5 separate regions of the Mus musculus genome follow, and all the other regions are linked to region 5. A link is a contact called in public Hi-C, HiCAR-type, HiChIP or PLAC-seq and promoter capture Hi-C data. All regions are on one chromosome and are shown on one strand. The core of a region is the stretch at or near the end of the contact, and the rest is flanking DNA. Distances in the headings are between cores, read along the strand shown.

Region 1 (5,318 bases), core at 1,452-3,951, 220 kb after region 5:
CCATAGTCACCAGTCCCCATTGTAAGCTCAACTGTCACTAACATTGCTGCCAATTGCAGTGAACACCTTCCCCCGATGGAACATGGTTGTTCCATAGTCAAAACTGGAAGCGTGTCCAGAAAGAGTTTCTATCCTCACAAAAGAAGATAACATGGAGGAAGTACGTGTTTCCAACACCCATGTGCTGTGTTCTTCCTACAGAAGAACAACCAAGGTTCCTTCCTGAGGGATCCCTAATGTGCAAAACTAGCATACAGGGGAAGACCAAGACTAAGGTCAGTCCATAGACTTTAAATTCTGCCACAAGGCTCTCAGGAGAGTATAGTTTGAAGATGGCCTCTTGAACAAGGAGCTGAGAGCCCTTAGTCTGGGCTCACAGAGCTTGGTGAAATGGGCATTCATCTTCTCTATAGATGTGGGCGGTATGTGCCAGCATCCCTCGTATCAGAGTGGAGATGTGAGATGGGTGGAAAGGCTAAGTGATGGGGTGGAGTGAGGAGTCCTGATGGAAAGAAGAACCTCAAAGGTGTTCCAAGTAGAGGCCAGAACTAAGCAGACGTGGCTCATGCCTGAACTCTGAGAACATGTGGGTCAGGGGTGGGGGTGGGGGGTGAGGCAAGAAGGTCAAGAATTTGGGGTCACTCTGGGATACATAGAATTCAACCCTGCCTTATGGGAAACAAGATCTCGTTCTTAAAGCCACTGAAGATGCTTATCCAAGGGGATGGTACAATCAACTCTCCACATTTTATTTATGCTGTTTTCCACTTTGATTCCAGACATGGTGAATGTTTTGTTGTGTAGATTGTTGTTTGTTTGTTTAAAAACAAAACAAAACAGAAAACTAATGTCTTATTTTGTAGCCAAGGCTAGCCTAGAACCCAGTAGGTAGACCAGGCGGCTCAAACTCACAGCTGCATCTGCCTCCCAGATGCTGGGACTACAGGCAGGTGCTCCCATGTCTGACTCCTCTGATATGTTTGATCAGTTATGTTTGTGAAAGTCTTTGTCATCCAAGAGCTTCACCTATCCCAGAAAACTTGATGACAATGGTAATTAAAATGATAATCTCATCATACTTATATATATATATATATATATTGAACTCTACTAACTATGTCTTAGCTTTTCTTTAGTAAGTGAGCAGATATAAGTGGTTGAATAGTCATTTCCTTTGCTTGGCTTGCCAACCAATGCCATCAGCTCCTGCACAGTAGGAGTTCTGACTGTGCCCATTTTATAGATGGAAAAGCTTGGATCAGAGAAGAAAAGGACTTTCTATAGCATCAGGGACAGTTGCCACTACTGCAGCATACAGGAGTGGTTGGTTCACTGTTAGCTTCATGAACCAACAGAACTGGCATCAACTTAGCCTTGAAGACAGTGTGCTCTGGGTCCCCTTTACTACTGGGCTTGCCCCTCAATTTTTGGGGGTGGTCTACTGAGCACTCACAGTGCCCACACTGTGCTGCCTGCTTCATCTCATAGTCCTCATGAGAAAATCTGAGTCATAAATACTGTGTTCAGGCCTCTATGATGACAAGAAACCAGAGCCTGAAGAGCAAGCCATGTGGTCATATTTCCCTTGTTAGTAAGAAGGAACTGGGACTGAGACCCAGGGCTTCTGAGGCTCAAGCCTTACAATTGCAGGGTTGTGAGCAGCCACATACATCTCAGACGGCATCCATGAACATGGGATATCCCGAAGTGACATTCCATGAGGTCAGAGCATGGAGGAAAGGGACTTTTAGAGGAAACAGTCTGCATCCAAGTCAACAGCATCAGTGTGCATCGTAGACAATCATTGACTGTCGAGGTATCTAAGCAGACAGCGTCTTCCTCTCAAGATGTACACACTGACAAGCCAGAGATCCTCCCGGGACCTTAGTGTTCTTACCGTAAAAAGAAAGAACCAAAAGGAATAACTTCTCAAATTGCTTCAAACCCAAATTGGCCATGACTCATCTAGAGTATTGGTAAGTGCTTTTCGTCTTTTAAGTCTAGGCAGAGATTTTCTATTAGACCTTGGTATGTATTGTTATTACAAGATTTGCCTAAGCCCACATTATCAGTCTCTTATTTCTTCCCAGGGGAATCTCAAGAGGTTTCTAAATTGATGGCCAGTGATTATATATAACAACAAACAGTGAGAGTAACTGTTCTTCTACTCTGCCTTCAAAAGAAGCAAACAAATGACAAACAAACACAAACCTGATCTAATCACAGCTCTGACTTTTTGAGGAGAGGCTCAGAGACCTGGATCAGCCCCATTTTCTCACCTGGCTTCCTGTAGGGCCTTGGCTTTGGAGTTGAGGGTGTTCTGCTTCTGGACAGTTGGGCCATGGAATCACAGATACAGAGAATCCATCTTGGACCTCAGTTTCCTCCTCTGTGAGTGAGGCTTCTCAGAGTGCTTGCTCTGCCTAAGTCAGAGCACTGTTCTGCAGATAAAAACAGCTGATGTCTGAAGAAGCCATGTCACATTCAAATGGAGATAAAGATGGTCATATTGTTTTGTTTATCAAGGTTCTATAGTGAGATAGCACATGAGAGAGAGGGGGGGGAGAGAGAGAGAGAGAGAGAGAGAGAGAGAGAGAGAGAGAGAGAAGTTATAAGGAATCAGCACATGTGACATTACCACAGACTCAGGAAAGTCCCAGGATTTACAAGATGAGTCAGCAGTTGAAAACTTGGAAGAGTCTGTGATTTAGTTCTGATCCATATCTGAATTCCAAAATACAGAAGAGTGGATATTGTGGTTCCAGTCCAGGGCTGGCTGGCCCAAGATCCCAGGAAGTGTCATTGATACACTATGAATGGGAACATAAAAACCAAACAAAGCCCCCAAAGGCTGATCATCCTATTCAAAGCTAGAATTTTTTTTCCTCCCTCCCTTTTCTGTCCAGGTCATCTCTTCAACTGACTGGAGAAGTGTTAGCCACATTAGAGAGGATAAGCTGCTTGACTAAGTCTGCCAAATAACCCACGGCTCTCATCTAGAAATACTAACTTAGAAACACTCAAAAAAGAAAAAGAAAAAAAGCTCTGAAGTTCAGTCAAATTGACACATAACTGTAACAATGTAACACTTACAAAGGTTAAACCACAAACGTATTAGAAAAATCAAACTTTTTGCCTACTCTCTACAGTGCCCTCCATATCTAGAATTAAAAACCCAGCACACAGTAGGACCTCAGAGCACGCTGAATAAATAAGGTGGAAGAAATGGAGAAGGAAGACAAAAATTTTAAGCCAGAGGAAGAAAACACACTATGCACCACTATGCGAGGCACACTTTCTTCAGTTATTCAGTCAATAATTGCATATTGAACTCTTAAGTAGTAAGGATTTGAAGCCACTCTATACCTTTGTAAGCATTTTTTGCTCACTCCTTACAACGTGCAATTAGTCACATCTTGTTTGTTCTGTTATTCTTGACCCTTGTGACGAGTTGAATGGGGCCAAAAAGGCTTGTCAGCAGGAAATGTGTGACAGTCACTGTATCTGGAGAGTCACTGTATCTGGAGAGGGTTTTTGGAAGATAGAGGTAAATATCTCAAAAGGAGATGGTCCTGGATCCTGGTGGGGTCTAAATCCAATGTCAAATGTTCTTATATGGATGGGCAGTGAAGAAGGCACTAGGAAGACAGAGCTAGATAACAGTGATGCTCTGTGAGTACTTGAAGGCTGAGGCCAAAGATCCAGGAACCATGGAAGATGAAAGAGAGGCAAGAATCAAACCTTTCCTCAGAGCCTCCAGTAGGAAATAAGCCACACAGACAAGTCACCAGCAGACTCACCTCCAGGTGTGCCATTTTAAGCTAGCCAACTGTGCACTCGTGAGAGTAATCAGAAAAGTAGTGTGCCCCCGCCCCTCGCCCCAACCCCGACCCTGAAATATAGACACAAGTGCATTCCAGGAAATCCTTCAGAGCTACCACTTAAAGGTGCAGGGTCAAAGCAAAACTATGACAAGTATTGGTAAAGAGCTAAAAATGCATCACTACCCAGATCTCATCTGGCCAGTGACCGAAAGGCTCCTGAGTGGAAGGCAGGACCTAAGGCTCTCTGCTCTTCTACTCTTAACAGCACATAGTCCTTAGACGAATATCACAACAGTAAAGGCTGCTGCTGCTTCCTCCTGTGAGCAAGAGCAGGCAAAGGCAATCGTCTCCCAGCTTACAAAATGGACAGGGACTTCTTCTCCAGGACATCCTCAGAGGAGCCACCAACTCTAACAATCAACAGGACCACAACTGTAGGAAACAGGATGGTGTGGGGCCCAGCTTGTCCTTCTACCGGTGCCCTGGCAGAACTCTGTCGCTTCACACTGATCCTTCACACTTCTCCTGTCTATGTAGCCTAGCAGTGCTTAGGAGTACTGCTGGCCTGAGCCCTCCTGTGTAAGAGCAACACCCAAGGAGACTCAGCACCCAAGGGAAGCAGACCCGTGGTCCTTCTAACATCACACCAGGGCAGGATGCTTTGACTCCACACTTAATGTGGCAGGTTCCTTCCTTTCCTTAAGCCTGCTTTGCCTTCTAGAGGATGTATAGGAGAAAAGCTGGCAAGTCGTAAGTGCTCCAATGCCACCGTTCTACCTTCTTCTCCAAAACCAATCAGAGATGCTTGCTTTGATGCATTCAGTTCAGCGGGTGGCAAACACTAGTGCCTCCCACAGAGCTGAGCCCAGTAAGTGTTTCATTAATGGCAGCTGCTATTTTTTTCACTCACTGAGCATCTGTGAACGATCCAAGTACCAGAGAGCTCTAAGGGAGCATGAAGCCTCCTTACCTTTCTCCATGTGAGATATAAAACAGAGAACACAAGGAACGACCTGTGGCTGCACAACTAGTAAATTCCAAGTTAGGCCTCTTCTCACAGGCTGCTTGTTCAACTACCTGATTTCTCTCCTAGCCCTGGGCACTGGCAAGAACCTCTCCTACTAACTGGTGCCCAGGGCAGCCTCGCCACTCGGGAGGCCCTGGGGACCTATTGGGGCTCAGCAGAAATGTGGACAGATGGAAGAGATTATAAGACTGGGCACGTAGGGAGAGGTCCCATTCCAAAGCAAATGCATTCTTGCTGTGCAACCCTGACACTCACATCCTAAAAATTGTTATTTAATGTACTGTCCACATCCGAACGTGACTCACCTTCTGAAATGGAAATGTGGGTGGTTACCAGCTAGGGACAGGACAGCATTTATTGGTAGCCCCACAGGCAGTGTTGACCTCAGGCTGGAGGCCACCCTGCAGGCTATGGGGACTCCATAGCTAAGGCCTTGGCCTAGGGGGAACCTTGACCTCGTCACAGAT
Region 2 (5,201 bases), core at 404-2,903, 240 kb before region 5:
GGAAAATTACAAATCAAAACCCATTATCATCAATGATGCTGGAATGCTTAAAATCTCAGCAAATGGAATCTAAAATATACAGTTAATTGTATGTCAGTCACTACTACATGGGGCTGCTACTAACTACCCTGGCTGAGAACACCTCTCTGCCTGCGATCATCTCAAGAGTTAAATGATCTCTATGGCACAATCCAGACAAAGAACTATGTCAGACTCCCCTTCTGGCTGGGAGTTTAAAGACGGGGCTTTCCCCAACCTGGTGTTGTTGTTGTTGTTGTTGTTGTTGTTGTCGTCGTCGTCCTTAAAAAGGCTAATAATTGGCTGTAGTTTTTAGATAAAGGTTATAGAAAAAGAACTAAATTCCAGAAGACAAAGCCCAGCAAAATTCATGAGAGCCTGGATAAGAACCTGGCACCCTTCCCAGAAACACAGTGCTCCACCAACTGGGTTATTCCCTCCTCCTTACTTGCAAACTTTGACTTCCTAATCCTAAGCCACCCCCCCCCCTCAAAAAAAATCATCCATAGGCCCTCCTCATCCCCTATTTTCCACCCCAGACCCCATCAGTCAGGAGCAGTCCTCTGGGGCTCTTATTCATACAGCCAGGGCAGAAGCCTTTAAGTCAAGACCAAGCATGACAGCTGCATTAGAAGGAGACTCCAGAAGACAGACTAGCAGCACCCCCAGCTAGCAACAGAAAAGAGAAACATCAGGACTCACATAGCTCACAGTAAAGACGGGAAACCCTTTAAAAAGGACAAGAAAATGAAACAAAAGACAAATCTACAAATCCAGCCACAAACTCAGACTTTAATTCTTCCTTATGGATTTGCTCCCTAAAAGCACAATCCAATGGGACCTTTTGAATTGACACACACACACTTGATCAAAAAAGAGTCAAACTTGGCCACAGTTTGCCCTTTAACTAGGAGAAGAAATTCGAGCTAAAATGTAAGCAGTGCTCCAGTGAATGGACCAGTGACAGAGGAGTTCCCCCACAGTGTGTGTCTCCATCCTGAAATGGTCATGAAGTTCATAAACATGGAAAGATCCCCCTATACCCTTCCTGGCCTGCAGCCCTGTAACAAGACAGATGGCATTATCCCATTTAAACTGAAGTACGCACCAAACACTATCTCCAGATGCTCAGCTTCTATAGCCTTAAACAGCACCAGCCTTGAAACGCTTTTACATTGCCAAACTTGAAATCAACGACTTAAAATGTTTAGAGAATTGTCCCCAAATTGGGGTGCGGGGCGGGGGTGCATTGCAAAATTCTCTTTTCTGGGAGAAAGAAAAAACACTTTATTTAATTAACTGTACACTACTCAGAGAGATAGGGCCTTAGGCCCCAGACATCTGTAGGGCAGTCATTGGGATGCAGTAAAGGCCTCTCCCTTGGGCAAGACACCTCACCCAGAATACACAAGAAACTGAAAGGCCAACCAGTGGCCTGGCTGTGAGACCCAAAGGTGAAGGAGGGAAACATTTAGCAGGCTAGAGAAGCTTTTGGGGGGAGCTGGCTAAGAGCCTGCGTGCCTGCAAGAACCCCTGGGAGGGTCACTTACTTGTCCAATATGAAATCACATTCTAGCTAGCAGGCCAGCAGGCCACCATGCACAGCCGCACCGCACCCAGCAGGGCGGTCCAAACAAGCTGTGACTCCGCCCGCTTCAGTCCAGCCCCTCCAGCAACCCTTGTAAGGAGCAACCTGATTGGTCCTTTGAAACGGGCACCGTGAATGGCCAGTACTTGTGAGCCCTGCTCCTCCCCACTGTACTGTAAGTCTTGGGTTTGCATTTCAAAATCCTTTCGCTGCCTGGATTTTAAAGATGCCCAGGCAACAGAGACGGCTCAATCTAAGCAATCCCCTCTGAGCGCCAGCTAACCTAGCCAACCTACAGTATGTGGTGGATATTTCCTGTTAAATCGCCCTCGGCTGAGCACCAGGATTGCTATGGGCTTCAATTCCTTGAACCCTTTATACCTGGTGCTTTTCAGGAACTCTCACACTTTATGCTGTGGTCGAGGCTTTGAGGTAGAGACGACACCGTAAATCTAAAAGATAGATGACCCCTGCCTTTGAGAAGTTGACATACCAGTAAGCTACATGGACTCTCGGTACCCTCATCGCTAGATACTGAGAGTCCAAAACCGGTTTGGCTTTTTTTTTTTCTTTTTTTTCTTTTTTCTTTTCCTGGGGACTATTCCAAGGTTGCGAAAACCAACCCTTCTCGATAACAGAGACTTCCTTAGTCAGACCTAGTGTGTTTATTATGTTAAGACTAGTATCCACATGACCTGAGAGTAAACGAGTGATCGATCTCTCTCCGTCATCCAGGTAAGAACTCGGTGAGGCTGAGGCCACAGGATTAGTCCTGCACTCTCCTGGAGGTCTTGGTTTGGATTTATTTTCCTCTACACAAGCAGTGTTCAACCTTCTTTGGTGACCTATATCAGATATTTACATTATGATTCATAACAATAGCAAAAGTAGATATGTGAAGTAACAAAAAATATAATTTTATGGTTGGGTCACAACAACCTGAGGAACTATTATAAAGGGTCTCAGCATCCGGACAGTTAAGAACCTAACTGTTAAGATCTACACTATGATTGCATTTCCAGCTATTCAAAAAATTGTCTGCACAGTCTCAGATCTGTTACTTAGTCATGTGGACCAAGCATACAACGGGAATTATAATATTAAGACCTGGTTGTCTTTCTTTCCGGAGCACTATGAAGAACAAATTAAGTACCAGACATGTATATGTTTTGCAAAAGTTTGGATGCTTAATACACATGCTACATTGGCTCAGCTCTTCCTTAATGTATCCCAGAAATGCAACGCGCCTGTTGCCTCACAGTCTATGGCTTGGGTGGGAACCTGAAAGGTCTCCTCGTTGCTAAACATAAACTAGTGTGTTGGCCTTTGTGGATAGCTGTTTCTCGTCTTTGCTGTATTTGAGTTTTTATTTGAGTCCTCTTAAATAGCATATGACCAGTAGCAAAAATAGTGTTGTGGCTGGGCCTCCAGCAGCCATTTTAAACAATAAAAGGACCTTGGGATAAAAGGCACACAGAGGAAAGAAACACGGTGAAAGAAAGTGAGTCCCTAATGCTGTGTACACCAGACCAGGCTGAGTCCAAAAGACCCCACAGCTCAACTAGCACTAGAAATCAGGTGACTGACCTCTACTACAGAACCATCTGAAACTACATCACAGAAATGTTGTGCAAACGGTCGGATGCTTAATACCTATTATGCATTGCCCCAGCTCTTCCTTAACCTATCCCAGAACGGAATGTGTCTGCTGCCTCAGGGACTATGGGAAATGTACATTTTCAGGCTACAATTTATGGAAAGAAATAACAAATCTTGAGTACTTTATAAAATACTAGCTGACACAATGTGGCTGAAAAACAGAAGAGGAAATGGCTCCATGCAGAAGGCAGCAAGCACATGGGATTGCCTTTCTTCATTAACAGTCTGCTCTCTGAAAATCTAACTCACTCCAAGAAACCAGCATCAATCCCATTGGAACCCAGTATTCCCAGTGACATAATTACCTCCCACAAGTCCTCACAACTTACATGTTCTACCACTTGTCAACATCACCACACTGGGGACCAAGCTTCCAGCATATGAATCCTGTGGAGACTAGATCAAAGCATATCTAAATTACAGCAGTAGAGTATACAGATGTATACATATGAAGTCATGCTCACTCTTATACACATGTAGTCACACAGCTGCAAATTAAATCATGATACAAACAGATATACATAGACACACTGATAGAAATCACACAACCACATGTGTAGCCAACCACACTTTGTATGACCATATTTGTATAGTCTTACATTACCACTTCATCCTCATATATCATACATATAATTATATTTAGGCACACAAGCACATAAATTTAAAGATACAGAAAAGCATATGTACACAAATAAACAGATGTATGCATAGGCATACATGAATACATAACATCGTTAATGTAAACAATTCCTCATCTACTTTACATGACAGATTTCTGTTAACAAATGTTCTACAGGGAAAAGAAGAATGTGTTCACTTTTTGCAAATGTTCATTGTTTTCATTCATTAGTCATTGAGTATTTGATGGCAATATATAGATATAAGATAATAAAGAGTACACTCAGAAATGATAGTGGCATCTGAGTGCTAAGGTCTGTCATAAAAATTAATGACATTATTGCATAACATATGGGCCAGAATTCCTCTTGGATCATATATTCTCAAATATTTATTGCTCCCATATCCTTGAATAGTTTGAATGCCTCTGGAGTTGTAAATAATGACATCAAGATGTAAGATTATAAGGATTATAAATTATTAAGGATTATAAATAATTCTTTGCATTGCTTGAAAAACTGTAACTCAAATTTGTTGAAGCAAATAGCCACTTTTATTGATTCACACAATTGGGTGATTTAAGAAGAAACTGAAACTCATAAGAGTCATCCAGGAATTCCAATTATGTCTTAAATGACCATTTATTCTCCAGGTTTCATCTCTTAATTCCTATGATTGCTCCATACTCCAGTGGGATCATGCCACACAGCAGAAAATATGGCAATCAAGTGCTTTGACATCACCATACCTTCATGAATCTTGGTTGAAGAAAGGCAATAGTATCGTCATACTCACAGTTCTTGTAAGAATACCAGATATGTGTCCAACCCTAGGGATGGGCTGGGAAGATGTGAGCCTCACACTGGTGAAAGAGACAAGATGGGGATGGTGAAAAGATATTATAAGGCCATGAATGAATATCAAAAAATGTACTGGAAGAAAGTAGAAAAGAGGAGATCTAAAGCTTTGTGACAGTATTTATAAGAAATGATGAACTCACATACTAAGACGGCATTCTTGTGATGTTATAATCTCACACATTCAAAACAAACTATGGTGAAGAAAAGAAAAAGACCTAGAGGGGCCTGCGGAGGGAAAGTGACTGAGCCAAACTGTGAATGGACATGATGAAACTATCCCAGTCAGTGAGAATGTTGAAAGCCTTGATAGATGTTCATGTCTCATAAACACATCTATTTGAAATTACATGTTTCAGTATGTGTCAATTTTACATCTAATGTAAAAAGCAAGATGTAGCATAGCTGGAAGTATGGGGTAATAGGAACGATGTAAGAATTAGCAATGGAAAGATTCTGGT
Region 3 (5,109 bases), core at 1,554-4,053, 180 kb before region 5:
CATGAGGGTCCTAGTCAGTAGGCAGATCAACTTTGCTTAGAGTGATTGAAGGTTATAAAGTTTTGGGGGCAGGGATATCCAGGATGGGCAAAGGTCATTGGCTGGAGGTACCTGGAATGCCTCATTAGCACAGGAAAGCATTACAGATATCTCAGGTGCTGGCTGACCAGGTTTTCTCAGGAGAAAGGAAATTGGTCCTATAAACTAATTGAGGCTATGTGACATTTCTCAGGTAGAGGCAAGTGTGGGGGCTTAGAATTCCCCGGACAAGGTCAGAGAAGAAAAAAACTGCTCATAAAGGAAGTCTCCCATAATGAGCAGAGCTCAGAAGCTATCCATCGGGTCATGGTGGATTTCGACCTTAATTAGCAGAGTTTTCCCAAAAGTCTGACAAAATGTTCAGTGAGAGAGAGCATCAGACCAAATCTAAATTTCTGATAAAACAGTTTTCCTTGAAAAAGAAACGAACAGCTTCAGGATATGTTTGAAGGGGAAGTAACTGACCAGACTCAACATATATTGTGGATATAGGTTTGTCTTTTGGGCATGTATAACTTTATCTAGAACTACTATTCAAGGATCATTAAATAAATCATCAATAAATATTTGAGTAGAATAAATATTATGTCAAGTAACTCACAGTAAAGAGGGTAAGCTGGTGATGTATGATTGGATTCGTTGATCCTATTATAAATCATATAACTCAGATCTTGCACGGTGACAGAGGGATGGAACAACCACTTGAAGAATCACCCAAAGCACCAGGTTTGAGGTGTGGCTTTGCAACGATAATCATAATATCCAAGAATGCAATAAGTGTACTGAATCAATGACCCACAATTTGGTATTATGTCCCCATATGTTGGATTTGTTGGTTCATGAACAAAGGAGCAGAGGTTGTTCTTATTTACTGTTACTTCTAATATCCACGTGGAGAGTTTGTGTCTCTTGTCTGCACTAGCCTGGACTCAACTGAATTGAAATCATATTTTCCAAAGGAGGAATCTCCCACCAGATACATTCTAAGTGTCCTGTTCAAAGTCCAGCTGTTGCTATCTTCTGGCCACCCTGGGAATTTGAGTTCAATGGAAAGCAGGGAAGAAAAGGAATCCGAACTGTAGACAAGTAATTAGCTAGAGATGGGATATTTTCTATACAACCAAGGTCTGAAGGGCTAAGTTTGACCTTCAGGGCATCCACTGTGCCATCTTTTGGTTCTCTCTGTCATCTAGTCTTAGATGACCCTCATGGATGAGGGTCTGGACTAGCCGGCTTTGCACATTAACTATGTGTTAGAGGCGAAGAGTTTATAAGATGGAGAAGAAGATGTAAAGGATAACTATCTGAGGGATCAATTGCAGCATCATGGATGAATCTGTCCTAGTCATCTTCATCTTCTCATAAGAAAAAGGGAAAACTGGAATGCTGTGATTTTATTCCAGTTTAGTTGTGCTTGGGAGCTTAGCCTGTGATTTTGAAAAGCACAGCTACAGTGGGTATTCAGCTGCCCCACAGATACCCTGCTTAGGAGTGACGCTCTCGTTCTTCCAAACGCCAAGTGTCTAATGAGCATCTAAATGAGAAAACTTTGTAGCAAGACAGAAGATGTCTGTAAAAAGAAAACATCTAATGGATTTCTAGTTCTGTCAAGATTTAAATTTGTAATGAAGATGATATTTGAAATTAAAGACTTAAGTTAGAAGCTACTGAAGGTCATTTTTTTCATCCCAGAAGGGCTCATGGCACTGGGAGAAGTCTATGTCTCTCGGTTCACTAGCATACCTTTCAATCTGTGGCTGCAGGCAAAACTAGTCTATGGACCAGACACCACACTGGACTCAGCGTGTGGTGGCTGCAGCTGTCCCCCTCTTTCTCCCTGGGGGTCCCCTGGGGCATGCCATATTTCTCTCAAACATTCTTGGAATATTTCATGATTCATTCTTGAAGCATGAACTTTTTAACTCTTTTCCCCTGGAGGATTTTTTTTTTTCCTAGCTTACTTACAGGTTGACATGGAAACTCACAGAACCTCTGTAAACAGATCAGGAGAGATACCATTCAGTGGTCAGTAGCCTATTCATCTTAGCAAGCCTGACTTGCTGAAACTCACTCATTTATTTGCTTGCTCCAGAATGCATCACAACAAAAAGAATCTTATTTTATTGAAAAGTGACTTGGTCAGAGGCACAGCATGATGTAGAAGCTATTTGCATTTCAAATCAATGAACCCATGGTGCCTGACTTAGTATACTTGATTATACTAGATGAGGAAATGAGCCAATTTCTTTGCTTTGTTAATGATTCTCATGACTTTACATAATATTTTTAAATTATAATAATGGGATAGAAAAGTTGAACTGGGATGGCCCTAGATTCCTAATAAGAGAATGAAAATCCACAAGAAAAATTCTTTGGAGACAGAACTAATATGTATCCCTAAAGATTTACAATTTTTTCACTTCTGATGTTCTAATAGCCTTCAATAGATTCATGATCACCTCTCCTGTAGCAAAGGGAATTAGGACCCAAGGAACCAATGAACTTCCTCAAGTTTGCCAAGCTGCCTAAATCAGCTCATGTAGAATGTTTGAGGTCTTTTCACAATCCTTCAGTCTCTGGATATAATTGTCATGTTTGTGAAAGGCTAAATTTCCCCAGAACTGAAAGCATCCCTTGCTCAGAAACTGGGCAGATCTTTGCATTTTCTTAGGAGGAAAGAGACTGTGATAGTAGCTGTTACACCCTACTCCATTCCCCATGCCCCACCCTCTGACATCATGGGTGTACAGCTCATTTCTGGAAGGAATCACCTATAAAAGATCCACCCAGTGGCTCAACATCATAAAAATGAGTCCATGCTCTGAGCCAGTCGAGTAAGTCCCAGATCCCAAAGCAAAGCAAGAAGCCAACGGTTTCATGAATTTCAGCCCAGATACCAGAGCCTTCGACTCAGAGCTTGGAACCATTAAACATATTCCAGTAGTTCCATGTCAGTGACTTAAGATTATAGTTCTATAGGATAGTCTTTAAATAGATCCAATAGCCTTGAGAACACAGCATCAGTGCTTAGCATGACAAACAAAGTTATTCATGACATAAGTCTTGCATCAGTACCTCTTTCCTTTCCTTCCCACTCATATAAGGACATGGAAGTACACCAAGCATCACACACCCCTGGCTCTTTGCAGAAGCTGGGATTTCTTGTTGGTGCTTTTCTTTTGTTACCTCATCACTGTCTAGATAATTCTAACCCCAGCCTCACCTTTCCTATGAGAAGTCTTCCTGAAAGTTCATGTCAAGGTAAGGTGTTCAGCTTATCATCATGAATATCTGACATTGTGCTTCTCTGTTTAATCAGCCTTAGGCTGTGAGCAGCACAGTCACAGAGAATGCATCTTGACCAACAGCAGCATCCTTGGAGCCCATCATGAACAAAGTAACTGAAGAGCTTGTGGATATACACATCATCAGAGTGAGGCCCTTCTAGGTGATCACTCAGAAAAGGTATGTCACGCTGACTGTTCAACTTCTCAGTATTCGACTTCTGAGTCCAATTTTCACAGACATCTTGAGCTTTCTTCCTCACACACATCTCCTTCTCTTTCTGTTCATTCACATCTTACTCAGTTACTCTTCCGTCCATGCCTAGAATTTCCACTTCAATCAAAAGTAGCCAAATTGATCTACAAAGCTGCCGTACCTTCTGCTTCTCCAGACTGGAACATCAAAAATGTTCTATATTCAGTTCCCTTCCCAACTCCAACCAGCTTTCTTAGCAATCCTTACATAAATTTTTTGATGTTTACTCTGACTTACTAATAATCCCTTATAGGCAAAGGATTTGCAACAGGAGAGAGAAGGAAGTGAAAATAAAATGCTATCTTACCCTGTTTGGGAGGTTAACAAAATATGTTAAGAAGGTAACAAAAACTTTTTATTCATGGTTTTGGGGCCTTTGGAATATAAGATCAAGGCAACAAAAGATTGGTGTCTTTTACGAGCCCATTTCCTGGCTTATGATATTTGTGCGTGTTCCTGTGGCAAACAAGTTTCTTCAGAAGTCTTTTTTTTGTTTGTTTGGTTTTGTTTTTGTTTTTTGGAGACAGGGTTTCTCTGTGTAATCCTGGCTGTCCTGGAACTCACTCTCTAGACCAGGCTGGCCTTGAACTCAGAAATCCACCTGCCTCTGCCTCCCAAGTGCTGGGATTAAAGGCGTGCGCCACCACCGCCAGGTCTCAGAAATCTTTTATAAGAGCACTGTCCTCTTTCAATTAAAGACCTATCTTCTAAGATGACCACCTTAATGATTAAGATTGAGGTCAAGAATTTAAGGGGTGTAATATGTCTTTTATTTTAACTTTAGTATGTTTTAAAATATTAGATGGAGGAGAAAGTGGGGAAAAGCCTTGAAGATATGGGTACAGGGGAAAAATTCCTGAACAGAACAGCAATGGCTTGCTCTGTAAGATCGAGAATTGACAAATGGGACCTAATGAAACTCCAAAGTTTCTGCAAGGCAAAAGACACCGTCAATAAGACAAAAAGACCACCAACAGATTGGGAAAGGATCTTTACCTATCCTAAATCAGATAGGGGACTAATATCCAACATATATAAAGAACTCAAGAAGGTGGACTTCAGAAAATCAAATAACCCCATTAAAAAATGGGGCTCAGAACTGAACAAAGAATTCTCACCTGAGGAATACCGAATGGCAGAGAAGCACCTGAAAAAATGCTCAACATCCTTAATCATCAGGGAAATGCAAATCAAAACAACCCTGAGATTCCACCTCACACCAGTCAGAATGGCTAAGATCAAAAATTCAGGTGACAGCAGATGCTGGCGTGGATGTGGAGAAAGAGGAACACTCCTCCATTGTTGGTGGGATTGCAGGCTTGTACAACCACTATGGAAATCAGTCTGGCGGTTCCTCAGAAAACTGGATATAGTACTACCGGAGGATCCAGCAATACCTCTCCTGGGCATATATCCAGAAGATGCCCCAACTGGTAAGAAGGACACATGCTCCACTATGTTCATAGCAGCCTTATTTATAATAGCCAGAAGCTGGAAGGAACCCAGATGCCCCTCAACAGAGGAATGGAT
Region 4 (5,241 bases), core at 1,281-3,780, 160 kb after region 5:
TCCTATCATGAAAAGTCCCTGAAGACTTGTTCTCCCTGTGGAAGAGTATATTGTCTTGTCTCCTTCCATGAGCTCTCATCCTGACTGACGCTGCCTGGGGCCCAAGTCAAAGCCAAGAAACTAATGCAAAGATGGCAGCATGACCTTTTGAGCTATTCTGAGCATTAATAAAGGACAGGCTTGAAAGATAAGAGTCTCTGTGTCATCAGATATCTCTGAACAAGTTTGTACTCAAAAGGATTCCTGCAGGTGATTGAGCAGTTGTATCTGACCAATGAGTTGCTGGCTCTTTGGCCTCAGACCCTATTCCCTCAGCTGTAGAATGGTAGTTGCAGAAGTCCTTTCTCTCAGGGGGAACAGGGCAGTAATGATGCTTGGCCCGGTGCCAGATACCAGGACCTACTCAGCAGACACTGTAAACTACCATAGTTACTGTCAGCTCATGAGAGGCAATGGCTGAGTTCTGTGCTTCCTGTTCCTTCTGTGTGTGACCCTAAACCGGGAACACAGGGCAGTACAAGTCCCACAGACAAATGACTGGCCGCTAATGGTATTTAATCTAACTTTGGGGTGGGGGGGCGGGGGGGGTGAATCCCAAGAAGTAAAGAGGCAAGGCCAAGACCACATGTGAAGATTCAGGGAGGCTTGGGTTGGAACCATCCCCTCTGAGGCCTAGCCATGATTTTGGTTCTCCCGTTGGCACTGTTCCTCTTTCTGTCCCTAAGTAACACCCAAGACCTCAGGCTGTCTCATTCCCTGAGCCTTGTCAGTTGTAAGTTCAGACCACTGACTGCCCAGACATCCTGTATGGATCGCAACACTACAAGCTGACAGTGTTGCTGAAATCCACCTTCTGTATTAGGGAGGTGACAGGCAGAGAGTAAAAATCAGAGATCCCAGTCTTTCAACCAGTAAAGCTCAGAACTAAACCTGGGAGGGGGTGGTCCTAAGACTGTAGACAGCACCGGTCAGCTGTGGAGGCCTACTGAGAGGAGGCACAGTACAAACAGAGACATGGTGGTGACAACAAGTCTGTACAGCCTGGGCTGCAGGCAGCAGAAGAGGGGTGGAGGTGGTGGGGGTGGATCAGAAAGTCTCCTGGAGCAGACAGTGGCCTTCTTCTGGCATCCAGACTTGACTAGGTTTTCTCCAGGTTGAAGAGCTTGGCGAAAGGGAGGATGGGAGGCTATGCGGGGAGGATGGGAGGCTATGCAAAGGAAAGGAGGTACCTTTGCTGAGGCAAACAGGTGTGACCCTGCTGGGGTGGGGTGTGGTCACTGGAGGAGAGAGAGCTAGGTGTGTGACACTTAGGCTAACGAGGCAGGAAGATCACGAGTTCAAGTCTGGGAGTTGGGGAGATGACTCAGCAGATTAGAGCTCTTGCTGATCTCCCAGAGGACCTATGCTCTCCTCCCAGCAACCAGCATAGGGCAGCACCTAACAGCCTCTAATTCCAGTTCCTGTCTTTTGAACTCCTTGGGCAAACACACACACACACAAGCACGCACGCACGAAGTGGGGGAGGAGCAGGAGGGGGAGAAAGAGGAAACGAAATATTTGGTTTTTTTGTTTTTTTTTTTTAAGGAGTTCAAGGCTATCCCCAGCTACTTGGTGAGTTAGAGACTATTCTAGGCTATATAAGGACAAGTCTCAAAGAAAGAGAGAAAAATTAGATACTGACCCAGAGTCTGAGATGAGCCAGTGACTTCTGGAAGCTTCAGAGTCCTCACCTGTACAGTGGACATAATGCCGGCTTTCCAAGTTTCTTTATGAAATGAGACACATGCACGACTATATCCTGACTCAGTGCTACTCTTTATATTCACCTCATAAAACTCCCTCCCTCAATAAAATTTTTTAAATGAGCATATTTTTACTTATGCTCCCAGAAGCACTAAGAATCTATCTCATGATTAGTCATACGCCATAACAATACAATTAATAATAATGTTAATTACTGCTGATTGAAGGCACTAAGTGCTTAATATGTATAATCTATAGCTAATCTAACCCTCGGAGCGTATCTAAAGATAAGTATCATTACTCCCATTTTATGGGTGAGGATAATGAGACAGAGAAGTTAGGAAATGTACACAGGTCACCCGCTGGGTAGGGATAGGTCTGGCCTTTGAGAAGAAAAAAAAAAGTGCATCTACAAAAAGGTCAGAGTAGAGTGAGGAATGCCCTGAGTTTGGAGTTCATGTTGGTCTTGGCGATCTCCCTCTGTTTCTTTCTCAGAAAGAAAGCAAACATTTTAAGTGTCCACGGAGAGAGGGGCAGCCTTACAGATGAGGAAGAAGGGTCCGAGCTCAGGCTCCCCCAGCCGCCCAGGACCGTGGCTGTCCTGCGCAGGTCCCTGCGCTGCCCCTTCCCACCGTGGGTGGCTCCCAGCGGCAGGGAATCACATTATCTGTTGGGAAGGCGTCCAACACCCTCCTCCCGCCAGCCAGTGTTTGCTCAAGGCCTAGCTCTTCAGAAACTGAAACCAGCAGCCCGAGCTGCCAGCCTGAGGACGCCCGCGGGCTCTGCCCAGGCTTTACCTTCTATGGGGAGGCCCGCGGAGGGCGGAGCGAGCCGGCGCCGCTGACGTGGCCGCCCTGCCCTCGCCCCGGGCGCCCGCCTCCTCCGCGCCGGGTGTGGGAGCGCGGGGCTGGGAGAGCGAGGTGCGCGGGCGTGGGAGCGCAGGAGCAGCCGGCGTCTGGTGCGGGAGGCTGGGGTGGCGAAGCGCGGGCGGGGCAGGCGGTGGCGGCCGGAGAGCCCGGGGCGAGCAGTGGAGGGCAGGAGAGTAGGGCGTGAGTCTTAGAGCTAGGAGAGGAGAAAGAAAATAATGTCTGGTCATTATGTTTGGCGACAGGGACCGAACCTAGTACCCAAGAAGCGCTCAGGACATGTTGACAGTGGTACTGTCCTTGCCCATCCGATAGGGGGACAGTGTGCCCTATGAGTTTATGAACTTTCTTCCTTCACAGTGTTTAGGCACAGACTGAAGGAGATCAGGCGATCCGAGAGGGTGTAAAGGATGAGAATGGATAGGGACTCAAACTTGCTGTCTCCCAACACTGATGTGATGACCTCAGAAAGCTTGAGCGGGACAGTAGCTGAATTAGAATCCAGAAGGCAAACTTAGAAAAGCACTTTGTAAACCACTGACTTAAGACAAAGGTCTCTTTCACCTTCAGAGTTCCTTCAGCTACGTCCTCTTACTAGCAAAGCAAATAAACCCACAATTTGCTTCCTAAATAATTAATCAAAACCCAGAAGTCACTCAACACATTTTCAGTAAATATTCACTGGAAATGTCTAAGTACCAGTTGTGGCCAAGTGCTATGCTGGGCACTCAGGGGGTGGCAAAGGAGACGAACAAAGGCTATGTCCTCATGCATTACCCAAACTGTTGGACACAGAAATCGAACAACTCAGATACTGACATCCAACTAACCAAAGATACAGGTGTGTCTACAGTAGACAGATAATGTTTTCAGTCAAAAGTAAATAAAGGTGTCTTTCTCTTCTGTGGCCTCATAAGTAGAGAGAGAATCTTGCCTCTGTACATGAGCTAGAGAGAGAGGGGGGAGAGAGAGAAAGAGATAGAGAGAGTATTAATTCTGTTATGGATCTAGCAAGTCCAAGTTCCTGAGATTAGCAGCATAAGGCTGCGTGGAGAAAGCCTACAGGAAGAGCCCATGGCTTGCTTCCTGTTTATGTGTCCCTCCTCACAAGAAACTCCTAACAGATGGCCCCCACTCAGTTCTCAGTGAGTGAGTGTCTAAGAGGATGACCTTTGAAACCAGGTTTCAAGAGTTGACTTCAAGGCCTGTCTTAGCAGACCTCTAACCACGGGCCAAGTACTTAACCTCTGTGTGCCTATGCTCCTATTCTGTGAAGTGTTATGGATAATACCTAGTCCACAGAATTCTAGGCATTAGAGACGGTGCTTTAAGCAGGTGGCAGGGATTCGGTGTGTGCGCAGCAGTGCTTTGGTGCTCTCTGCCTAGAGAAACCTTCCTCCCCCTTTCTCTTCTGGGAGAGTGTGTATTTATAGTCCAATGTCACCTCCTTTCTGGAACCTCCCTTGCTTTATTGGCAAGGTAATTGGATGCTTTGTCTTCTATGTTCCCATCTCTTTCATAGTACCTTAGAGGACCCTTCATGCTCCAATTAGGTTGTCTAATGTGGTGTGTTTTCCTTCTTTATTCGACTACAAGTTCTTAAAGAGTGGGGACTATCTACAATTTGCCCCATCTCTAAGAAACCAGGCAGTCCCCAGAGCAGGGTGAGCTCTTGACACTCTCTTGAGTGAGTGGGTGGATGGGTGAGTGGGTGGGTGGATGGGTGAGGGGGTGGGTGGATGGGTGAGGGGGTGGGTGGATGGGTGAGGGGGTGGGTGGATGGGTGAGGGGGTGGGTGGATGGGTGAGTGGGTGGGTGAATGGGTGAGTGGGTGGGTGGAGGGTGAATGAGTGGGTGGATGGGTGAGGGGGTGGGTGGATGGGTGAGGGGGTGAGTGGGTGGGTAAGAGGGTGGGTGGATGGGTGAGGGGGTGGGTGGATGGGTGAGGGGGTGAGTGGGTGGGTAAGAGGGTGGGTGGATGGGTGAGTGGGTAGGTGGATTGGTGCTGATGGATGGATGATAGGTGAAGTAATCCTCCCAGGACTGTGAAATTCGAGTCCAGAGTCTGTGTTTAGTTTATGTGGAGAATATCGCATTTTTGAGTTTCTGTTTTGCCATCTGGATCTTGGAATAAAAGCACTGTATTTGGGGGTCAGAAGTTTAGGGCAGATGTATACATACATGACAGCACACAGATGTATACATACATGTATACATACATGACAGCACACAGGAAAGACTGCAGAGGAGTCAGTGTTTGTACTCTAGCCCCAGCTCTACCCCTTGTTAACAGGATGGTCTTTGACCAATCTTGACCTTGTTATAATGGGGAAGGCAGAACACACTCATGACCTGTTGAGAAAATCAAGAGATATTCTTTGTAAAAAGCCTGGGGTGCAGAACATATATATATTCAGAAATTAAACTTGCCTCCCTTCCACACCTACCCCCTTTGTCTGTTCTCCAGACACATAGGCCTGGACGCTCAGTACCCAAGACAGCTGTTCAGATGCCATATTTTGCTCAGAGTGACTAATGCCCCTTAAGCCAAGGTTGGAAAGCTGACTCCCGAACCAAGTTTAAACTTGAGTGCTGAGTTAGAAGCAGGGAATGCGGCTGACTGGTTGATTTA
Region 5 (4,771 bases), core at 567-3,066:
GAGGTGAGTTTATTCTGAAGTAAGTCTCAGAGGCTTAAAAACAGCCCAGGCCTAGATTAGATTGTATGGAGGCTAGAAGCATCCAGGACTAGGACTAGGTTATCAGATGATGCAGTAAGCCTCATAGACAACAATTACAACAGGAGATTAACAGTTATGTTTATACATATTGCTTGCATTACAGCAGAGATGCCCTACAAAGTGGACTTCCCCTCTACCAGGAAGAGTGGCCCTTGACTGTCTCCTAAATGTGTGTCATGGCTTTTCAAGTTGACCCCCCCCCCTAAAGCTCTACCACCTATAGGTGTTCAAGGCTCCACCACCTGCCTTCTCCAGCCTCCAAAGGTGTTAAATGCTAGAATCAAGTAACTGCTTGCTTCTCATCAATGCCTCTGTACTGCTAGTTTTATGTCTGTTCGACATAAGCTAGACTCATTCGGGAAGAGGGAACCTCAGCTGAGAAAATATCCCCATCAGATTGTCTTACAAATAACAGTATGGAGCCTTGTCTTTATTGATGATTAATGAGGGAGGGCTCTGCTCAGTGGAGCCAGTGCAGTCCCTGGGCTGGTGGTCCCAGGATTAAATAAAGCATGCTGAGCAAGCCACTAAGAAGCCCTCCTCCATGCTTTCGGCTTCAGTTCTTACTTCCAGGCTCTTGCCTTGTGTTCCAGTCCTGACTTTTGTTACATCTCAAGCCCAGAACAAAAGGCTAAAGTGCCTACCCAATATATCAAAGCAAACCTGGCCACCAGGCTCTCCCTATATCCCTCATCCAGTACCTGGTACAAGTTATGGCTGCCATATCCTTCCATCTAACCTAAGCCCTAGCCCTTCCCCCCAGCTGCTCTTTCCTATATAATTCAATCTTTTAGTTACCTCGACTTTTCATTTACCCTTTACCTTCTTGGCCTCTTGGTCTTGATCTCCCCTCCCCACACCTTCTCTCCATGTGGCCTGGCCCAGGTCATAACTACTCTGGAATCTCCCAGATGTCCCTGTTCCTGGCTATGTCTCCCTTTTATCTATAATAAACTTTCTCCTCTGCCATACCTAGGTGTAGTCATGTCCTTTCCCTTTTTTATTTTTTTATTTTTTATTTTTCTATTCAACTCCCTTTGACAATGGGCTGTGACATGGAACTGTAACCTTGAAATAAATTATTTCCTGCCCAAGTTACTTTCAGTTACGACATTTTATTACATCAATAGAAACCCTAACTAAGACAGCAGAGATGCCCTGCAAAGTAGACTCCCCTCCTCTCCCAGGACTCAGGCCTCTCTGCCCTTCAGTGGATAGAGAGGTCATCTATCAAATCTCATGGACAGTCTTCAGTTTGGCCTGTTCTTGTCCACCTGAGATATTGCACAGCAGTGATCTCCCTTGGAGGTATACTGCCCAGAGTGAAGCTAGCAAAATTGTCAAAAAGTTTGATGAGAGGTAGGGAGAGGGAAAAGGAGAAGGGAAGGGAGAAGCAAAGGAATTTGAGTCATATTTTCTATTGGTACTAATAGCAGAAGTCAAGCATTACTATTCCAATTACAAGGGTTGAGTGACTTGTTCAGGACACAGAGCCATCTCGAAGGGGAAGCTCAGGACAGACAGATAGATCCAGAACTCAAACTCCAGGCTTGATTGCAAGCCGAATCTCTTCATAGCACCACATTGCCAGGCTGGTGTTCTCTAAGGGCCAGGTACAGATGAAGATGGCTAGTGCTGGGAGAGTAGGCACAGTGGTCTCCCACTACAAGGAAGGGCTAGCTAGGTAGCAGGCAAGAAAGGCATCCTTGTCTACAGTGTTGACGGGGCCTTTACAGTCCAGTCAGTGCTTACTCATCCTCCAGCTGGGAAGGGATGCACTCCTCCCCCAGAGGGTCAGATAAGGGTGAGAAAGTTTCTGTAGAATTGGTCTGAAGAAGAATCGGGAACCTGGAAACACTAGCCTGATTGGTACCGTGCAAGTCTAGGCTTGGATCCCAGCCCTGCCTGTGACCCTGAGCTAGTTCATGAACTTGTCTGTTTTCAGTTTGCTGATAATCCTATCCGCCTTGACAAACTTTCCTGTCCCCTCTCTCATTCCTTTTCAGGACGGCCGTGTTGTACCCAGGAGTAATCTTTAACAAATGTGAAACTAATAAGTCAGGACTCGTACACTACTGAATTAGTTTTCAGTAAATAAACCCCATTCATTTCTCATTGAACTTGAGACTAAATCCTCCATCATTCTGTGATCTCCTGTGTCTCAAGTGACCTGTTCCCTCTCTACTTCTCTACCTCACAACCCACTTCACAGACATTCTTCCAGCCCTACTGTCTCAGAGCACCCCTCCCCCACTCAAAGAGCCTTCATGTCCCAAAGCTTTCTCCTTTGCCAGCCCCTCCTTTCTCCTGGTGAGTGCTAATCATTTGCATGTCTCAGCTTCTCCTCTGAAAAGCAAACTGCCTCACACACTATTGAAACTCAATCACTGCTTTGCAGTTTCTTGCTACTCTGTATTTTCTTTCAAAGTATGAAGCAACACTTGCAGCCATGCATCTGAGCGTGTGATTCCTTGATCATGGTTATCTCCATAAGCTGTCAATCCTTTGAGAACAAGGTGTGAGCCTCGTTTGATCCATTCTGTCTAACTTGGAGCCATTCCAGTGCCCCGTTTATATTAGTTTACAAGCTCAAGAGATGCATGGGATATTGAACACTGGTGGCTGAAGGATATGTTAAGAATATTGAGGACCTTTAGGAGATCTTTGCAGCTCTGTCCCTGCTGTTACCCCCTCAATGGATATAGTCAGACTATAGTTCTCAGAAGTGGGTACAGCTCCTCCTTCCCCCCATTAAGAAATTCTGACACGGACCCTTAGGGGTTCACTGAAAGCAGTCACTGTGCCTGTGGAGCCAAGCTGAGCAGATCAGATGGCAGACCCTAGTACCCAGGGGATCAGGAATAACCTAGCAGGGAGTTTGGAAGGTGCTGGAGAGCCAGCCCCTTGGGTCTCATCAGACTGAGCCCTCCCTGTCTCTCCCGCCCCCTGCAGAAAGCTGCTCTGCCTGGTCCAATGCCAACTGGGCTGCTGCTTGTTTTGTTGTATGTGCTGCTAGGCAACTGGCCTGTTTTTGCTTATTTACCTCCCCTGGGCCATTTCACAACACTTAGTAATAGGCCTTGCTCTCTCTGGTGCACATCTGGTTTACATTAGCCTGTCAGAGCCCCTTTGCAAGGAGAGCTTGCCCTTCTCTCAGTGGTGACCAGCGAAGGCTCCCAGGACCCAGGCTGCTCCTGGGCGTTGATCACTCACCCAGTCCCCAGGGGCCTCCACCCTGCAACCTCCTACATGGTTTTCAACACTTTACACATTTACAAGCCCATTGAGGAGGAACTTTGGGAGGAGAAAGGCGAGGGAGGGTTCAGGACTATAAGAGCAGGAATTAAAGTTAGAGAGCATGCCATCAGAGTGCCTGAGCCCCAACAATGCCCTTGTTGACTCACAGAGAGGGACAGTTGCCTCACCCAGGACACAGGGACTCAAACCTTCCCACCAAGACCACCTAGCATTAAAAAAATTGTGGTTTCTGTGAAGGGTCAGTTGAGAATCAAAACTTTGATAAATGCCATTTCAAGACAGAAAAAGAATAAAAGTTTTTTGTTTTGCTTTTTTTTTTAACCTGTCTACATAGGATTCATTGCAAAGCAGGGTTAGCCAAAAATGAATAAGAAGGACCAAGATCAAATTCAGGGCACTTCTCTGGTCTCTTTTGCTCCACTGATCTGGCAAGCATGGTCTACTCAGAAGGTAGCCCACAGCCTTCACAATGACATTCAAGGCACTTTAGGTCTGGGCCTTATTACTTCTCTGACCTCATCATCCTCCCATCCATCCCTGCTTCCGTAGGGTATACCATGAAAAAGAGTGAAGTTTTCTATTATATGGAAGCACTGAGCAGCTGTGCACAGCTCTGAGAACAGAGCAAGGACTGGGCTACCACTCCACTTCTCTATCAGTCTAGACCACTGCATAGTAAACAAAGTGCTTGAGGTCATGAACTCATATTCAGTGCTGTGTTTTAGGGTTTCTACTGTTTCAGCTTGCAACTTTCAGATCATACTCCATCACTGAGGGAACTCAAGACAGGAACCTGAAGGCATACTGCTTACCAGCTTGCTCCCTATAGCTTGCTCAGCTCCTTTTCTTATACAACTAAGGACCACTTGCCCAGGGTTGGCACTACCCACAATAGGTTAGATCCTCTGACATCAGTCATTAGTCAAGAAAATGTCCAACAGACCTGCCTACAAGCTAGTCTGACAGAGATATTTTCTCAATTAAGATTCCTTCTTCCAAGATATGTCTAGGTTTGTGTCAAGTTAGTAAAAACCAACTAGCACACTCTGATAGCACTAAACACCACCACCACCACCCCATTCGCCAAGAGCTTATACATGGAACAGTGTTGTACATGGATTAGACTTAATAATATGTAATGAATAAATGACTATGTCTGGTTTTCTTCTCAGCTCTCTTACATGGAATTTTCTATACTAACCTTTCTCTTACAAGATAAAATGCTCATCTGTCATGTTAGACTATAAGTCCTCATGCGTATCCCTTCTCTCAGTGCTAGTTCATGGTGACCCCATACATCTCTGGACAGAGAACTTAGTTCTTTCTCCACTTAGAACACCCTTCCCCATCCAACTCTGCCTCCCCAAACCTCCCCCATGGATTTGACCTGTCCCTTCTCATGCCAGAAAGTCATCTCAGCAATTGCCCAATG

What was found. Promoter capture Hi-C pulls out the DNA fragments that hold promoters and counts their contacts. A called contact is a pair of places that touch in the nucleus more often than the background predicts. HiCAR-type assays count read pairs that join an accessible place to other places. HiChIP or PLAC-seq counts read pairs in DNA pulled down with a chosen protein or histone mark.
Region 1: a Hi-C map of the C2C12 cell line shows a contact between it and region 5, with 2.7 times the contacts expected there. The contact joins two enhancer-like sites. A contact is called at or near these places in 3 of 15 datasets of contacts at CTCF or cohesin (the NIH/3T3 cell line and large pre-B cells), 10 of 484 Hi-C or Micro-C datasets (the C2C12 cell line, the N1E-115 cell line, Sertoli cells and 5 more) and 6 of 115 datasets of contacts at active chromatin or transcription factors (CD8 T cells, the NIH/3T3 cell line, bone marrow-derived macrophages and 3 more).
Region 2: a promoter capture Hi-C map of liver shows a contact between it and region 5. The contact joins the promoter of Fggy here to the enhancer-like site in region 5. A contact is called at or near these places in 13 of 39 promoter capture datasets (the 3T3-L1 cell line, 3T3-L1-derived adipocytes, the C10 cell line and 8 more), 3 of 15 datasets of contacts at CTCF or cohesin (CD8 T cells, the NIH/3T3 cell line and large pre-B cells), 15 of 484 Hi-C or Micro-C datasets (CD4 T cells, the N1E-115 cell line, the STO cell line and 11 more), 4 of 115 datasets of contacts at active chromatin or transcription factors (the 230-238 cell line, bone marrow-derived macrophages, heart atrium and 1 more) and 3 of 9 other capture datasets (adipose tissue, liver and macrophages).
Region 3: a contact with region 5 is called in a HiCAR-type map of fibro-adipogenic progenitors, with 3 times the contacts expected there. The contact joins two enhancer-like sites. A contact is called at or near these places in 1 of 15 datasets of contacts at CTCF or cohesin (the NIH/3T3 cell line), 2 of 484 Hi-C or Micro-C datasets (embryonic stem cells and nephron progenitors) and 3 of 115 datasets of contacts at active chromatin or transcription factors (embryonic fibroblasts, embryonic stem cells and fibro-adipogenic progenitors).
Region 4: an H3K27ac HiChIP or PLAC-seq map of the NIH/3T3 cell line shows a contact between it and region 5, with 2.4 times the contacts expected there. The contact joins two enhancer-like sites. A contact is called at or near these places in 1 of 39 promoter capture datasets (the 3T3-L1 cell line), 2 of 15 datasets of contacts at CTCF or cohesin (both in the NIH/3T3 cell line), 17 of 484 Hi-C or Micro-C datasets (the C2C12 cell line, the MC38 cell line, the N1E-115 cell line and 14 more) and 5 of 115 datasets of contacts at active chromatin or transcription factors (the NIH/3T3 cell line, bone marrow-derived dendritic cells, effector CD8 T cells and 2 more).

The regions. Positions count from the first base shown.
Region 1 is chr4:95,098,269-95,103,586 of GRCm38.p6, reverse strand. The region is part of intron 1 of Junos (a long non-coding RNA gene); the gene reads right to left. Among named protein-coding and RNA genes, the nearest start is that of Junos, 49 kb to the right of the region's middle. Within about 2 kb of position 2,701, at least 51 of the 459 cell types and tissues checked have an H3K27ac peak or open chromatin away from gene starts, as enhancers often do. A contact at or near this core is called in the C2C12 cell line and the NIH/3T3 cell line, where this site is marked.
Region 2 is chr4:95,553,959-95,559,159 of GRCm38.p6, reverse strand. It overlaps Fggy (FGGY carbohydrate kinase domain containing), which reads right to left and starts at 1,653. Exons shown (of 16, transcript NM_001113412.1): 1 at 1,569-1,653. It overlaps Gm40206 (a long non-coding RNA gene), which reads left to right and starts at 1,794. Exons shown (of 2, transcript XR_867942.1): 1 at 1,794-2,341; 2 at 4,536-5,201.
Region 3 is chr4:95,498,160-95,503,268 of GRCm38.p6, reverse strand. No RefSeq gene overlaps it. Among named protein-coding and RNA genes, the nearest start is that of Gm830, 13 kb to the right of the region's middle. Within about 2 kb of position 2,803, at least 19 of the 459 cell types and tissues checked have an H3K27ac peak or open chromatin away from gene starts, as enhancers often do. A contact at or near this core is called in fibro-adipogenic progenitors, where this site is marked.
Region 4 is chr4:95,158,755-95,163,995 of GRCm38.p6, reverse strand. It overlaps Junos (a long non-coding RNA gene), which reads right to left. Exons shown (of 5, transcript XR_867920.3): 4 at 2,541-2,805. Among named protein-coding and RNA genes, the nearest start is that of Gm12708, 32 kb to the left of the region's middle. Within about 2 kb of position 2,530, at least 294 of the 459 cell types and tissues checked have an H3K27ac peak or open chromatin away from gene starts, as enhancers often do. A contact at or near this core is called in the C2C12 cell line, the MC38 cell line, the N1E-115 cell line and 6 more, where this site is marked.
Region 5 is chr4:95,316,391-95,321,161 of GRCm38.p6, reverse strand. No RefSeq gene overlaps it. Among named protein-coding and RNA genes, the nearest start is that of Gm32240, 110 kb to the right of the region's middle. RefSeq lists an enhancer at 2,428-3,633. Within about 2 kb of position 1,816, at least 109 of the 459 cell types and tissues checked have an H3K27ac peak or open chromatin away from gene starts, as enhancers often do. A contact at or near this core is called in the C2C12 cell line, the MC38 cell line, the N1E-115 cell line and 12 more, where this site is marked.